2 separate regions of the Capra hircus genome follow, and region 2 is linked to region 1. Evidence: chromatin contacts called from public Hi-C data. All regions are on one chromosome and are shown on one strand. The core of a region is the stretch at or near the end of the contact, and the rest is flanking DNA. Distances in the headings are between cores, read along the strand shown.

Evidence for each region. Hi-C and Micro-C count contacts between places; a contact is called where the count stands out from the background.
Region 2: a contact with region 1 is called in a Hi-C map of blood, with 3 times the contacts expected there. The contact joins the promoter of LOC102181181 here to the promoter of LOC100861338 in region 1. A contact is called at or near these places in 3 of 5 Hi-C or Micro-C datasets (all in blood).

Annotation. Positions count from the first base shown.
Region 1 is chr25:27,157,433-27,161,102 of ARS1.2, reverse strand. It overlaps LOC100861338 (apoptosis-associated speck-like protein containing a CARD), which reads left to right and starts at 1,592. Exons shown (of 3, transcript XM_005697733.3): 1 at 1,592-1,975; 2 at 2,200-2,256; 3 at 2,594-2,957. The coding sequence starts at 1,699. The coding sequence ends at 2,850.
Region 2 is chr25:27,354,084-27,357,733 of ARS1.2, reverse strand. It overlaps LOC102181181 (cytochrome c oxidase subunit 6A2, mitochondrial), which reads left to right and starts at 2,126. Exons shown (of 3, transcript XM_005697738.3): 1 at 2,126-2,278; 2 at 2,426-2,562; 3 at 2,659-2,787. The coding sequence starts at 2,206. The coding sequence ends at 2,742.

The sequences.
Region 1 (3,670 bases), core at 343-2,842:
ACGGCTCCTCACTCCAATATTCTGGCCTGGAGAATTCCATGGACTGTATAGTCCATGGGGGTCACAAAGAGTCGGACACAACTGAGCGACTTCACTTTCACTATGTGGAAGGTACACCTTTAGTTACTGGTATCTCCCTTGAGTCATGAGGCCTATTCACTCATTATTGATCCCACAAAAAACTTATTGAGCTCCTTTAGGCCCAGCACTGCTCTGGATGCTGCAGATTATAACAATGAACTGGGCAAGCATATTTACAGCCTGTCAGGGAAGACTGATGCTAAACAAATGCACAGAGCTAGTTGCAATTTACAGTCACAATTGTTACGAGAGCTACAAATAAGTAGCAGGTGTTTTGAATTGGAGAGAGTCTGAACTTGGTCTCCAGAGAAAGTAACATTTCCCTGAAGACCTAAAATCTTGAGAGCTTGTTAGACAAAGAATGAGGGAAGAGAGTTCCAGGTGAAGGGAATAGCATGTGCCAAGGCTTGGAGAAGCAAAGGACCCTGGCACATTTGCGGAACTGAAAGGACAGTGCAGCTGGAACTCAGAGACGGAATGGGGGCAGGATGTGGTGCAAGACAAGGCTGGTGTGGTCCACAGGGGCAGAGCAGCAGGGCCCCCCCAGCCACGTGAAAGGCAAGTGAAGGCTTCCAGCCTCGGCCTGGCCTCCAGCATCAACCCACGCCACCTTGCATGTACTCTTCTGGGTCAAGCCTCCTGACCCCAGAATGACTCTCTACCCATGACTTTCCCCTCAGCAAAGAATTTTCTCAACCATTACAAGTGTGTCTTGTGATCAATTTCCAAGAAATTCAGTTCCTGGGGGAACAAATCCTGGCTCTTCCAGGAGGTATTTGGCAAGGTTTCAGGCACCATCAGGTTTCCCTGGTGGCTCAGATGGTAAAGAATATCCTTGCAATGCGGGAGACCTGAATTCTCTCCCTGGGTCAGGAAGATCCCCTGGAAAAGGGAATGGCTGACGTGTGGACTACAGTCCATGGGGTCGCAAAGAGTCGGACACAAATGAGCAACTAACACGCTTTTTTCAGGTTCCATCAGGTAACCCATGTTATGTTGGAATATTTACAGAGTGGACAAAGGCATGTTGTCATCCCCATTTTGTACATCAGGAAACTGAGGCTCAAAGAGAGAAAACACACATAGTTACCTCTACCCTCTTTTTGACACCTCATTTCTCCCCAGTTTGTGGAATTTGGGAAGCTACCTGGTTCTGGCTGTTAGGGTTCTGATTCTATGACATGTGAGAGGGGATGCTAAGATTTAGGGAAACATGGAGATTTCAGGGCTCTAAAATTCCATGAGTCCGAAGCCCTGATGCTCCAGTAAATCAGGTTCCTGATTTAGCTAGCTAGTCCAAGCCTAGAGAAGCAGGCACCACCCATGAGCCCTTTTCCACTGGTCTGGGTCACTCCTCAGAGATCAGCCAAAGAATGAGATCTGGGCCCCACTCAGAGATCAGCCAAAGGATGAGATCTGGGCGCCCCCCGATGGCCAGGAGGGGACGGGAAGGCGCAGGAGAGTAGTTAAGTCTTACACCCGAGGGCAACGTTCTGGGGCAGAGACAGGAATTGAGAGAAGGCGGGGAGTTTCTGGTCCCGCCCCAGAGGAGGCTTTCCAAACGGCAGACACCCGGAGTGAGCGGAAGTGGCGGCTGCGGCGGAGGACCCCGGAGACATGGGGTGCACACGCGATGCCATCCTGGATGCTCTGGAGAACCTGACCGCGGACGAGTTCAAAAAGTTCAAGATGAAACTGCTTTCAGTGCCGCTGCGGGAAGGCTATGGACGCATCCCCCGGGGGACCCTGATGCCCCTGGACGCCGTGGACCTTACCGACAAGCTCGTCAGTTACTATCTGGAGGCATACGGTGCCGAGCTCACGGCGCTCGTGCTTCGCGACATGGGCATGCAGGAGGTAGCGGAGCAGCTGCAGGAGACCATGATGAGCAAGGGTGAGTGCGCCCCCGCCACACTCCTAGGTCCAGGCCAGTCTCCCTCCCTTCATCTGCACCCTCCCAGCCCCAACGTTTGCCTCTCCAGGCACTTTCTCTTCCTGTTCCTCCTACCCCTTCATAAAAGCTTCTGCTGGGGAGGCTTCCTGCACTGGGTACTGACCTTGGCTTCCAGACCGAGACTTCAGAAAGACTTGGAGACACCATTGAACATTTTCTTACAGGCGCTAGAAACGTGCCAGCCGAGGTCAAGGCCCCTCTCCAGAAGATAGCCAAGCCAGGTAAGGCCTTCAATCTCTGACCTCACCTACCTGGACACCTCACCAGCCCCGCCCCACCGCACCCCTGCACAGCCTAAATCTGTTGTCAAGGCCAAGAGCATTCAGGGCGTGCAAAGTTGGGCCAACTCTTCCCACTCACCTACCCACACTCCTGGGGCCACATCTGGCTGAAAAGGAGGTAAAGTTAAGCGCATCCCACTCTATGTAGGTCCTGTTGAGCCCTGCCCCTTAGGTTTGCATTCAGGGCAACCTGAGGGAAAAGTGTTCAAGAGGGATAGACAGGCTCCAGTGCCCACCCTGGGTGCCAGCTCCGCCCCTCTCCTCCCTCTCGCCCCAGGACTGCACTTTGTGGAACAGCATCGGGCGGCTCTCATCGCACGGGTCACAGTCGTTGATGAGGTGCTGGATGCCCTGTATGGGAAGGTCCTGACAGAGGACCAGTACCAGGCAGTGCGGGCAGAGCGCACTAGTTCGGATAAGATGAGGAAGCTCTTCAGCTTTGTTCCAGCCTGGAACATGACCTGCAAGGATCTGCTCCTCCAGGCGCTGAGGGAGACCCAGCCCTACCTGGTGGACGACCTGGAGCAGAGCTGAAGCACCTTCTCCAGCAATGGCTCCCACATACCACCCCTGGCTGTTCCAGCCAACTTATCTGGAATCTCTGATTTTCTCATACACAATACATGAAAATCCCACTTGTACTTGGTGTGTTTTCCTACTTGCAGCCTGGAAGCACATGTGGACCTGAGCTACATATCCACGCACAGGGCAACAGGCTCCCCAAACACTTCACCCTTCCTGCCTCAGGTACATGGAATAGTCTCCCTCATTCACCATTTGGTGGCTCCTTCAATGCCACCCTAAAGGGTCTGCCCTTTAGACCTGTGAACCATGAGTTAACCTTGTGGCCAAGGTCTAAAAATTAAAATAGAGAGATGATCAAAGGGCCTGGAATTGTGAGGGGCCGAATTTGACAAGGAAGCCTGGCATGCTGCAGTCCATGGGGTCACCAAGAGTCAGACACGACTGAACAAGATCCAACAGATGCATTTAGAAACAGACTAGTCTACAAAGCTTCTCTTTCATTTTTCATAGGGGAAAAACTACAAAATTAGAGCCATTTTCAGGAGAAATGATGAAAGTGAAAGTGAAGTCACTCAGTCGTGTCTGTCTCTTTGCGACCCTGTGGACTGTAGCCTAGCAGGCTCCTCTGTCCATGGGATTCTCCAGCCAAGAATACTGGAGTGGGTTCCCATTTCCTTCTCCAGGGGATCTTCCCGACCCAGGGATCGAACCCGGGTCTCCCTCATTGGAGGCAGACGCTTTAACCTGAGCCACCAGAGAAGCCTAAAAAAATAAGAATACTGGAGTGGGTTGCCATTTGCTACTCCAGGAGACCTTCCCAACCCAGGGA
Region 2 (3,650 bases), core at 877-3,376, 200 kb before region 1:
CCATCCTTTCCTTGCTGTTGCCAGTACTACTACCTTACATGCCTATTGTTGTCATCACCTGCCCGGATTATTGCAGAAGACTCCTCATCAGCCTCCCCTGCCTCTAGTCCTTGCGTTCTGGTTCATCATCTGTATAATCCACCAATGATAGTGCTCCCTTAAACCCCAGGCTCCAACATCAAATCTGATGTCACTCCCCTGCTTCAAAGCATCTGTGTCCTAAGCCCCACCCCCAGCGTGGCCTGCACAAGAGTCAAATGCTCCAGCACGAACATCAGAGATCCTCACCCTAGCTCTGCCCCATCTCTGCAGCTTTGCTGGCTATGGCTTTTCATGCTTTTGTACTTATTTTATTTCTGACTTCCCAGAATGCCCTTCCCCCTTTTCTATCACCTGAAGTCCTAATTATATGAGCCCCAGCTCCACTGAAAATTTTCCCAAACTCTCCTATCGCAGATGTGGCGTCTGCTTCAGCGGCATTAGGGATCATCACGACATCAGGTCACTTGTGTGACTCCCCCAGAGTCTCTGGCCTAGTGTGTGACACAGTAGGAGCTCAATAAATATTAACTGAATCAAGGAATCACTTCTGGTTGCTCAGGTTTTTTAATGCTAAGACTCAGGTTCTTTCTCTCTTTTTCACTGGCTGCACTGGGTCTTAGTTGTGGCAGGCAGGATCTGTTTAACTGTGGCACATGAACTCTCAGTTGTGGCAAATCAAACCTGTAGAATGTAGAATCCAGCTCCCCAATCGGGGCTCAAACTCAAGCCCCCTGCATTGGAAGCTCACAGTCTTAGCCACTGGACCACCAGATAAGTCCCCAAACTCAGATTCTTTTATCCTTGTCTTCTTTCCAATGTGGACACACTTGGGCAAGTTAACCAAAGTGACCAAGGAAGTGACCACACCCAATTTAAGTCTTCCCAGTGGCTTTGCCGGCCAGTCAATGAGATCGTGGTTATTTCTATAGCAATAACATAGAAAAGCAACTAAACAATGCTTTTTATTTGGGTCCAGTGCCTTTCCCCCACACATCAGTGTTTAGTTGCTCAGTCGTGTCTGACTCTTAGTGACCCTGTGGACTGTAGCCCACCAGGCTCCTCTGTCCATGGATTTTTTTCAGGCAAGAATACTGGAGTGGATTGCCATTTCCTCCTCCAGGGGATATTCCCAACCCAGGGATCAAACCCACGTCTCCTGTGTCTTCTGCACTGCAGGCAAGTTCTTTACTCACTGGGCCATCCAGGAAGCCCAGAATCTGTAGTAATGAGATTATCACAAATTGCCAGGATGGTCTCATCAGTTTCTGCAATAGGTGTACTTGAGCATGTGCACCACAAGAGGGCGACAACAGCAGAGGATGCTAGCAGCCCTTGGGCCATTGGCCAAGCACCAGACAGAAGAGCTCTTAGTGGGATCGTCCAGGGTGAGACTACGGGATGGGAATCCCCAGGGAATTGTTTGGTGATGACCAGCAAAACTCTGAGGGGAGAGAGAGGAACCTAGGACCTTTTCGGGTAAAAATACTCCATTTTTGTTTTTACCAAGAGCCATAATCTTGAGTAGGGAGGAGGTTTAAGATTTGGACTGCCTGTAGACAAAGAAATCAAGTAATTGTAACTGAAATAAGGCCCTGTCTTCTCAGTAGCAATTCCAAAGTCCGATTGGGAAAAAGCAACTGTAGGAAGAATTCCATTATAGCTCAGTGAGGGCCCCAGAATAATTTAGCAATACTATATATAACATTCAACTGTTCAACAAGTTACTAAAACTTCCTCTGTTACTTTACTTAAACTTCACTGAGATCATTTAAGGTACAAATTATTATACAGTATACACCTGAAAAAACCCTGAGATTCAAAAGGACACTTCATTCATTCTACAAATATTTATTAAAGGCCTACTGTGTGCCAATCACGGGGTCTAGAGTATTGAGCAAAATTACTTCCCTCCAACTAAGAAAAGCATGGCTTATTGTACTTTAAATGTCCCCTTACCAAAATAAGAGGCACAGTAGAGCAAGCTGCCTGGAGAGAAAGACCTCTTGCCAGTCAGGCCTCACTTTAAATATAGAAACCCCCAAAAATAGCCACCCATGCAAGGGACTCAACAGGTGATTGGCAGGAACAGAGGGGAGGGGAACCGAGGCCTCACTGAAGGAGAAGGAAAGGACAGTGCCCTTGTCCCCAGCTTCTGCCACCGACATGGCTTTGCCTCTGAAGTCCTTGAGTCGGGGCTTGGCCAGTGCGGCCAAGGGAGAGCATGGCGGGACAGGAGGTGAGTCCAGCTGGGGCCTGACCCTGTGGCTTCCTGCCCTTGTCCCTCGGTTCCCCCCCAACCCCCTGCCCCTGGGGCCTTCCAGGGTCCTGGCGACCCCCCTATCTCTCTCTCACCCCTGCCTTCCTCCCCCACCCTCCGCTGCAGCCCGCACCTGGCGCTTCCTGACTTTCGCGCTGGCGCTCCCGAGCGTGGCCCTCTGCACCCTCAACTCCTGGCTCCACTCGGGCCACCGCGAGCGCCCGGCGTTCATCCCCTACCATCACCTCCGCATCCGCACCAAGGTACACCGACCCCTTGCGGACGCGAGCGAGCGGGTGAGTCAGGGGATGGGGGACCCCCAAACTGACATCTCGCTCCCCTTCCCTCTCTCTCCGCAGCCCTTCTCCTGGGGAGACGGCAACCACACTTTTTTCCACAATCCCCGGGTCAACCCTCTGCCCACGGGCTATGAAAAGCCTTGAGGCTTGGCTGATGCCCCCAGACACAATAAAATTGTGGAAGCTGTGTGTCCGCGGCTCCTTGGGGACCACGGGGCGGGGCCGGTTCGAGCTGGGCGCATGCGCACAGTGCAGCGGGTGCTCCACGTGCTCTTCCGGAGATCCTGACTCCCCAGGGACTCGCGAGAGCATCCTTGATGGACAGGTAGGAGATAGCCCCTCCCCTTTCACCTATTCATGGTTAGGGCTCTAGGTTGTAAAAGGCTTTCACATACACTGATTTCTCATGATAACCCTGGGAGCAAGGCATAATTTCGGTTCTCTCTTCTCCAGAGGAGGAATTTGAGATGCTCAGAGATTAAATGACTGAAATTCAGGCGGCTCACAGAGGCCCGGTGGGAACTCAGGGCTGCAGGCCCTGAAGTACCACAGGTTGCCTGACACGCCCTGAGGGCCTCTCTGAGTTCCCGCTGTGTGGAGACAACAGTGATTTCAAACACTGTCTACAGCCCTATGTGAGAGGCTTCTTGAGCTAATTCCGGATTTGGAATATTTCAGTCATGCTCTACACCATCGTTCACTGGTCTTCTGTATTATTTGGGGGAAGTTAGATGCTCCCTTTCTGGAAGTCTGATTCTCCTAGCTTCTGGGGACCCCGTTCAAGGGTTCAAGCTCTGGATATTTCATTCACCTTCTAGGACAGTCAGCTCACTTGTCATTATCAGGGAGCCTGAGCGGAAACCCATGACCAACACACACACACACACACACACACACACACACACACAGAACTACTTTTGGCCTCCTCTCCTAACACTGCTTACAGTGCACTTATGCTCACAGGTCCCAGTCAACTGAGAGAGTAAGAAACATCTCTACCCACGAACAGCCCCACCCTTCTAAAACAGCGCTGCTGCTGCTGCTAAGTCACT